2 separate regions of the Hordeum vulgare genome follow, and region 2 is linked to region 1. A link is a contact called in public Hi-C data. All regions are on one chromosome and are shown on one strand. The core of a region is the stretch at or near the end of the contact, and the rest is flanking DNA. Distances in the headings are between cores, read along the strand shown.

What was found. A called contact is a pair of places that touch in the nucleus more often than the background predicts.
Region 2: a Hi-C map of leaf shows a contact between it and region 1, with 2.7 times the contacts expected there. The contact joins the promoter of LOC123429862 here to the enhancer-like site in region 1. A contact is called at or near these places in 2 of 6 Hi-C or Micro-C datasets (leaf and seedling).

Annotation. Positions count from the first base shown.
Region 1 is chr2H:170,262,416-170,266,967 of MorexV3_pseudomolecules_assembly, forward strand. No RefSeq gene overlaps it. Among protein-coding and RNA genes, the nearest start is that of LOC123425709, 170 kb to the left of the region's middle. Within about 2 kb of position 2,481, at least 3 of the 3 cell types and tissues checked have open chromatin away from gene starts, as enhancers often do. A contact at or near this core is called in leaf and seedling, where this site is marked.
Region 2 is chr2H:170,581,527-170,586,078 of MorexV3_pseudomolecules_assembly, forward strand. LOC123429862 reads left to right here and starts at 2,543. Exons shown (of 2, transcript XM_045113839.1): 1 at 2,543-3,290; 2 at 3,371-3,943. The coding sequence starts at 2,856. The coding sequence ends at 3,730.

The DNA.
Region 1 (4,552 bases), core at 1,231-3,730:
ACGCCCGCAATGCTGCCGACGTTCTCAAGCCCCAACGAGGACAGAAATGGGCTCAACATGACGCCGCCTACCTGCTGGTGGTCGGAACAAGAATGGAGAGGCAAGGGTGGGAGGAGTTTTGGGAGGTGGTCGAGGAGGCAGCTAGGGGCACGGAAATGCTCGGGGAAGTTGTGGGAAAGCTTCCTCGGGTCGAGGGGATCAGATTGGTGGGTCGAGGGACGGAGGAGCCGTCGTGTAGTCGGAGATCGACCGGAGCTCCAAGGCAGAGGGGCCTCGGTCGATCTCGAGCACCGGGGCTCTGCTGGCTTGCTCGGGTGGCTAGGGAGGTGCTAGTGGTCGTGGTGAAGCTATCTGAGGGATGCAGGAGCGAGGGGGATGGCTATGAAAAGGTCCACGACAGTGAGCCGATTCGGGAGCGCGGGTGACTCACTGTGGCGCGCATGGGGGTGCAGGGAGGAGCTGGGGTCGAAACCACTGTCAGAACGTGGTTTTAGACTGCCAGAACCATCTGCAACAGAGGGAGAGAGAGAGAGAGAGAGGAGTCGAGCCTCCGTGGCCGCGCAACCTTGGCCGGTTCTGGTGCGCGCGGGCAGTGTTGTACGAGCTCTAGCGTGGGAGAGGAGGGGCCCTGAGGGTTGTTCGACGAAGAGGGGTTGTCGGGGAAGAGGCTGGAAACCTCGGGGGAGGCTGGAACTGGTCGAGAGCGTCACCCCCACCTCGGTGGCTTCCTGTAGCGCGCCCAGAGCATAGTTTTGGAATGCCACGGCATGCTGGTGCGCTCTAAGGCACTTTGGACGTGTCTAGCATGTCCTGGCACTGGCTGGGAGTGATGCTAGCCATTTGGGTCTCGTGGGAGCTTCGGCTGGTCAAGGGAGACAAAAATTCTGGTGCTGTCAGCCTTGAACTGAAGCTTAGATTGGGTTTTTTGGCATTTCCACTTTGAACCAGTGAGGGGCTAGTTGATTGGGGTTAGGCATTGATACTGGCTACCTAATATATGAGTTTGGAGCAATGGGGCTGGGTTTAGCCATGGCCAAGCGGGCTTTTTCCCATCTGTCAGAAGGTGCTCGATAGTGGTTTGAGGGGGTTGCACCCCACCACTGGTGCTGCAACTTAACAGGTTTGGGTTTGGGGCTAAAACATGGGGTTTCACCAAGTTAGAGCTCCATTGGACAAGTTTAGCTTTGTAAACTTGAAAACACCACTATTTGACCAGATCCATCCCTTCCAAAGAGAGTGTGGGCAACTAAGTCTCGCAAATCCTATTTTTGGTGTGGAACTCTCATTTGAGGTATTAGGCATTCCTGCAAAGTTTCAGCATCATAGGACAAACTTTGCTATGTAGAGTTTCTCTAACTCCAATCTGGACAGAAGGGGTTTTTGGGTTATTTGGGGTCCTTAATCACCTTGGATCAAGGTGATACTTTATGTGGACACCAAATATGGCTTAGGCATACCACTAGAATTTTCTAGGATTTTATTGAGAATATTCGCTTTGGAAATATTTCAAAAGGTCAAAACAGATAGAAATGGTTTTCAGGGTTTTACTCAAATAATTATAATAAATATAGGGGTTTAAAATGCTATGTATGGAAAATATATGTCCTTCTGATCATCTCCAAATTTAATCAGATTTTTCTAAGGCAGAAAAGTATTTTTCCATGTAGGAATACCATTTCTGGCCTCAGAAATGGACTTGTAAATAAATTAAGAAAACAATTCTAAAAATAATTATTTTTGTGGTTTTGAAATACTAAAATAAGTTAAAATCAAATCACCAACTTTGGGTAGAGACCAATCTTGCCATCAAGGGCAAGTAGTGCAACCCAAAGTAGGGTTTTACCATGATCAGAAACAAGAATAAGGTTTTGAAAATAATTCAATATTGTGAAATAGGGTTTTATCATCACATGATCATCACACAAGTCATTCAATGACAAACATGGCACTCACATCATTAGTTTTGAAAAAAGTTTTAACAAGCTCAGATTTTTTGCATTACAAAGAAAGTGGTTGCAAAAACAGGGTGTGGCAGTTTACCCAAGCCGTTTTCTCCCCGGACGTTGTTCGCAAGGTGACCTCCAGCTTTTGCTCTTGCTAGCCAGACAACCGCGATAAGGTGTGTAGCTGAGATGAAGAGTGGGCCTTTGGTATGGTAGACGCTACTAACTCCGTCTGCGGGAAGGAATGAACTGGGCCCAACGGTCGACGTCTGGGCCGAGACTAGGTCGACGCGAGGGTGAGCAACAGAGTAGCTCAAATGAATGCGGTGATGGCCCCCGAGTGTCTGTCGGGGTATTTGCTTTTGCACGCGGTGCGAAGATGCACGGACGGGAGCTCACAAATCTTTTGTGCAAACGAGGCGATTGCTGTCGATGGATGTCGGTGCGGTTTTCTGTGAACGGAGTACGCCGGCTCACCCACTTGGTGTGACCGCCAAGCCTTCGGTGGTCGAAGGTTGTGTCAACCGGCCGGTACCGACGGCCGAACGTCAGATTGGATGGGCGACCGGGTCGGCCCGACGTTGAAGTAGGCGGGCTGGCTAGCCAGACAACAACGCGGGCAGGGCAGCCGACTGAGCGGTGGCACTGGCGGGCGGGCGCAAGTGGCCTTCTTTCTTCTTTTTCGCCAGTTGCACCTTCTGGTCTTCTCTTGACCAAATTTTTGGCTTTGACTTTTCTTTAGGGAGCTGACCTCTCTTTTTGTGCCATGCTGGCTGGGGGAGCACGGGGCCCTACCGGTGCCGGTTGGGGTGGGCGAGCCGGAGCCGGCCTGGCCAGTGAGAGCGCGGGCGCCCGAGGCGACGGGCCAGCTGCGGGGGAGGACACAGAATCGGCGAGGAGCGCAGGGGAGCAGGCGAGGCCGGCTGGCAGCAAGGCATGCCGGACCCGCAGAACGGGCGCGGGGACTCAGCCAGCAGGCAGCGAGGCGCAACCGGTACGGAGGCCGGTGTGGGCGCGAGGCGCAGGGGCAGCCAGCGACCGGGTGCGGTAGCGGCACCCGGCTGCGGGGACGGAGACGGCGCGGGCGAGTGCGCGGGGCAACGAGGAGCGGCGCGGTTGGGCGGAGCCGGCGCACGTCGTAGCCGGATGGGCGTGGATCTAGTGAAGGAGGAGGCGGCGGCCGAATGGCGCGCCCAGCCGGCGGGCGAGGCACGGTGGTGCGGGGTGGAGCCAGCGTGGACGGGCACGGCACTACAGGCCCGCAGACGGCATGGAGGAGCTGGTTGCACGCGGACGCACGAAGCCGGCGAAGTGGGCGCGTGGACGCACATGGCCGGAGATGGCGAAGCCGGCGCGCGGACGCGCAGGCATCTAGGACCCGGGCGCTGCCAGGGCGGGGTAGGGAGCAGCGAAGCTTGCCCATGTTGTGGAGGGCTTTCGGCGTTGGATGGAATAGAACGCGGAGGACTGCGGAGTAGTGTTGCTGATGGTGCATCGATGGAAGAAGTAGCAATACTGGCAGGGCACTGTGCGTGAGGCATGGAGGCATGGCGGCACTGACAAAGCAGCGCGGGAGCCGCGAGGAGCGGCCGGCGCTGCGGTCGTGGTGATGAAAAGGGCGCGACCGGCAACGGGGACGTGCCGCCCTGCGCGGTCACCATGGGGGCATGTCGACGTCGGGCCCAGAGCGCTACCGGAGAGACGACGATAATGACGATGAAAAGTGTCCCGCCGCCCGGACCGCGGTTCCAGCAGTAGCATGCCCCACGGTGGGCGTCAAGTGTCGTGGTATTTTTGAGACAGATGCGATGGGGTGGCTTAAAGAGGTGAGAGCAAGGCCGTCGTGGAGATTGGGCAACAACACGCGGTGACTTACCCAGGTTCGGGGCCCTCGTGTGGATGTAACACCCCTACTCTTGCATGTGTGGTGTATATAAAGAGTATATGGTTGTACGTGGTGCTCCTTGAGCTGTCTGGATGGAGGCTGGGAGCCCTCCTTCTCTCCTGGAGAGTGGGGAATGAGAGAATGGGGGAGCCAGGGAGAGTTCTCCTCCTCCTGTGCGTGTGTGTCTCTCCCTCCCCGTGGTTGGCCCACTGGGTCACCTTATAAAGGGGTGCCCAGAGAACAAGGGGTAGCCCATGGGGCCTTATTTATTGTGGGTCATAATGGCTAGGGGGGCCGCCTAGCCTAACTTCACCGTTTGAGGTGACAGGTGTGCACTGACGTAGATTGGCCCGCCGGGGCGCAGTGATGCAGGCTACACCGTCCTCCCGTCCTGTCTGATGTGATGTTGTAGCTGTCCTCGCTGGTCTGCAGTCGACCTGGTGTGCAGTCGGCTCGGCCTGGTCTTCAGTCGGCCTGATCTGCAGTCGGCTCGGCCCGATCTGCAGTCGGCTTGGTTTGTAGTCGGCCTGGCCTGGTGTGCAGTCGGCTTGGTCTGTAGTCTGCCTGGTCTGCAGTCGGCAGCCAGCAGGCTGCAGTCGGCAGCCAGTAGGCTTTAGTCGGACGGTCTTCTATCTTTGTGCCTTCGATTGTCTTTGTTGATTCACGGGGTATGGCGTATTGGGGGAAATCCCCCCGATGCTTTAAAACATTGTATCGTCCCCTT
Region 2 (4,552 bases), core at 1,293-3,792, 320 kb after region 1:
TACCTCCATAGTTTTTCCTCTAGATCGCGTTTCTGCGGAGCTCGGGCGGAGCCCTGCTGAGACAAGATCATCACCAACCTCCGGAGCGCCGTCACGCTGCCGGAGAACTCTTCTACCTCTCTGTCTCTCTTGCTGGATCAAGAAGGCCGAGATCATCGTCGAGCTGTACGTGTGCTGAACGCGGAGGTGCCGTCCGTTCGGTACTAGATCGTGGGACTGATCGCGGGATTGTTCGCGGGGCGGATCGAGGGACGTGAGGACGTTCCACTACATCAACCGCGTTCTCTAACGCTTCTGCTGTACGATCTACAAGGGTACGTAGATCACTCATCCCCTCTCGTAGATGGACATCACCATGATAGGTCTTCGTGCGCGTAGGAAAATTTTTGTTTCCCATGCGACGTTCCCCAACAGCGCGGACTAGGTGTTGAATGTGTGGGCGGAAACAGGTTCGCACACACGGCACAGCTGGCAACTGCGCGGTGCAAGTCATGTGGGAGAACTCTTCAACGCTCACACACACGATAATGCCTACGTGACACACAAAAATTATCAAACGTTGTCAAGATTCGTGCAAATAGAATCAACGTGGATTAACGCGTGTGGACGAAGTGCAGGACCGGACCCAGAGTGTTGCAAACTATGTGGCCCGTACAGGGCCCAAATTTTTTAGATAGGCCTTGTATTAAAAATCCTATGGACAACTTGGCCAATGGGCCGCTGGAGCGAGCCAGCCAGCCATCGAGGCCAGGGAGCTGCTCCCGTGCGACGCTACAGCCTGCACCTTCCTTTCTTCAGGATTAATCGATCCATCGCTGATTGCTGATCCCGCGAGGACCTGCACAGCTGCCGCTTTTTTCCGGATCGATGGACGATTGCTGCAGCCTGCAGGCAGGTCTCCTCCTCGTCGCGTCTCCTCATCGTCGGCTCGTCGCTCGTCGCCTTGTACTGTCGTACAGGTATAACTATAGACTACAGAGTATAGGTACAACTACACACTATAGACTAGAGAGTACAGAGACTAGATATTATGCGCAAGAGGCACACACTACTTCGTCGCTCGTGGCGTTGTCCGAGTGATCTTCAAGTTTTTTTATTTGATGAGCTGAGTTGAAGTTTCTTCAAAATTTCATGTAAAAAAAAATATCAAACCTGTTGAAATTCTGAATTTTCTAAAACGGCATGATTGTTTTCTAAATGCATGTATTGCATATACAGTTCTGCTGACTATTCATGTGATAGTGCCATCAGCAGATTTTTTTTCCTTCTAAATTGAAGCTATTAAAGTCTTATATACGTACTATTATGACACAACAAAGACTTAACAATTTGACCACAATAGCACTTAAGAGTGAAGTGTTGGAGAAGATTGATGAGGAAGATATCATTGAAGATTTTATTTTAAAGAATACTAAAAAAATGAGAATGTTTAAATAAATAGCAACCGGGAGTTGGATATATATGACTTTTTTATATGCCAATTATTATGCAAGACATTATATTACATATGTTATAAAAAAATTCTAGAGATATATATACATTATATTGCTTGTTAGTTTTTTTTATAAGATAGGGCCCTAATTTCTAGTTTCGCACACGGTCCTGGATTTTGCCGGCCCGGCCCTGATGAAGTGCAAACATATCATATGTGTGGACGTTATAATTTGAATTAAAAAAAATGAGTTATGAGATTCTAAAAGAAACCGCAAGGCTCTGCGGAATTCCCAGTTAATGGAGTCGCAACAGGCACACGGTACATGTCAGGTACACCGACAGGTGATCACTGATCTGGTAGGACGTCGCATGCGCCGTCAGGTGCACGGACGCACTCACCACCGGCACCGCGAGCGAGAGCTGATCCCAGATCTCGGAAGGCGACGTACAGCGGTACAGGTAGAGGGGTTCCGTCGATGGGTCAAAAGCCAAGCGTTCAATTCAGAGATATCAAACGCCGGAACATGTAGCTCAACACAGGAGCTACCGGGACTGTCGATTATAGTCTCGTGTGACACGGGCACCGCGGTGTAGCATGGACAGCAAAAAGCTAGGTCGGCACCACGCTCGTTTGCCTTAAACAAAGTACTTCCTTCGTTTCTAAATGTAAGTCTTTTAAATTTTTTAATACAAATTAAATATGGATATAAATAAATATATTTTTAAGTGTAAACTCGTTCATTTCGTTTCATATGTATTATGTAGTGGAATTTGTATAAAGACTTATATTTAAAAACAGATGTAGTATAAATCAAGGCCAGCCGCTGCGCGCGAACGCGGACCCAACCACTGACCGATCGACCGACACCGTTCTTACTTTTCAGCGAACCAGAAGTTCGTCAGTCTCCACTTGGCTGCGGCAAAACACACCGGACGAAGCAAAGGATCCACGGTTTAGAGCAGGGGAGCACATAGAGGTTCGGTCATCTTTTCGCATCGCAAAGGAAGATGCATGTGGAGGACAAAAAGAAGATGCATGTGGAGCAAAGTGGTGCTACCGTGTCACCCATAAGAAATTTAGAGCTCGCACAAAAGAAAAGGGGTATAAAGTGTAGAAATAATGGAGGGGCTGTAGGCAGGCACACCGCACACATGGGCGGAGGCCGACAGATCGCAACGTAGCGCCGGGAAGGGGAGCTGCGTGCTGTCCCAGGCTGGTATCCTGTTGCCTTCCCGTCGCCACCGCCACGTTCCCTTTCACCCACCGAAGTGGCCAGCCACCACTCTACTTACCTCGCCCGGGGCCGGCACACGCAAACGCGCGCCTCGATCGATCGTCCTGGCATTGGCAGTCGCTTCCCTTTCCCACCACGTTGACATCTCCACTGCTCCGGGAAGGAGGCAGGCACGTAGACGTAGCGATGGCGCCGCGTTTCCTGGCGTGCTTGGGCAGGGGCGGCGCGACGGCCTCGGCGCCGGAGCCTGTGGAGGACCTGGCCCCGGGCCCGGTGCTGGTGGAGCTCTTCTCCTCGCAGGGGTGCGCGGCGTCGCCTGAGGCGGACGCCCTGGTGGCCCGGCTGGCGCAGGAGTCCTCCGAGGCCAGCGCCGGCGGCGAGCGAGCGGTGCTGGTGCTGGGGTTCCACGTGGACTACTGGGACTACCAAGGGTGGAAGGACCCCTTCGCGTCCAGCGCCTGGACCGTGCGGCAGAAGGCGTACGTGGAGGCGCTCCGGCTCGACACGCTCTTCACGCCGCAGGTCGTCGTGCAGGGCCGCGCGGACTGCGTCGGCACCGAGCAGGACAAGCTCGCCCAGGCCATCCGCGACGCGCCCCGCTACCCCTCGCCCGCCATGAAGGTACGCACGCACGCACCAGCTTAATTTTGGCCGGTGCTCTCAAGTCTAAAGTCTGAACCGTGTGCCCCTGTGCTGTGCAGGTGAAGTTCCAGCGGCCGAACCCGAGCACGCTGCAGGCGTCCTTCACGGGCGCGCTCCACTACCGGGTGGACGGCGGCGGGAGCGTGCTTGTGGCGCTGTACGAGAACGGCGTGGTCACCGACTGCGGCCGCGGCGAGAACAAGGGCAAGTCGCTGCTCAACGACCACGTCGTGCGCCGGCTGGAGAAGGTGGCCGCCGTGCGCGACGGCGCGTCCGCCAGGAAGGCCGTGTCCGGGTCCGTCCAGTTCCCGCTGTGGGACGACTTTCGCGCGACCAAGTGCGGCCTCGTCCTCTTCGTGCAGAACTCGGCGCTGCAGGTGCTCGGCGTCCAGCACTTCGACCTGCCCGACAACGTCTGATTCCAGTGGCTCGCACGAACTTGCCGAGTGTGCAGGGGGCAGTGGGTGCGTTGTCAGCTGGCATGTACAACTATTCTTTATAGAGTGTGATTGGCATGTTGCGTTGTTGTGTAAGTATGAAATTATCAGATGGGTGGTGGACGATGGGGAATTCAGGAATTCCACGTATACTCTGATTTCTGCACGAGGAGAGATGGAGTCTTTGTGTGCTTATTTGTGTTTTGTGTTTTATACTCACTCCGTTTTTTTACTATGCATATTAGATTTGACTGAGATCAAACTTTACAAAGTTTGATCGAATTTATATTTAAAAATTAATATCTAGAATACCTAATAAATATAATCTGAAAGACATGAAATACTGGATCTAGTGATATTGATGTTTTATTGTGTGAATGTTAATAACCTTTTAGTAAAAGTTTGAAGAGTTTGACTTGAGACAAACCTAATATACAAAGTAAAAAAGAAACAGTGGGAGGATAAATTTAGTAAAAGCCCCAGACAATTTAGGCAACAACAACAACATAAACCCGGCGGAAAAAAAGAAAGACATAAGAAACCATTCGAAATGACATCAGAATAAGGGAATTGTAATGTTAATTTTGAGTTTATGTATGTTCAAGTCCATGAACATTTTTTTATCTCTAAATCGACGTTGCTACATTTCCAACCAGATCATTTTTTCTACACTGCGCAAATCTCAACACGGAGGCTTAGATAGCTCAAAACGCCGATTTAAACAAATCTCAAGAAAAATATATTTGCGGAAGTGGTCTTCAAGAAGCTTTGATAGTTACTAGGAAAAGACCACACGGACTCATA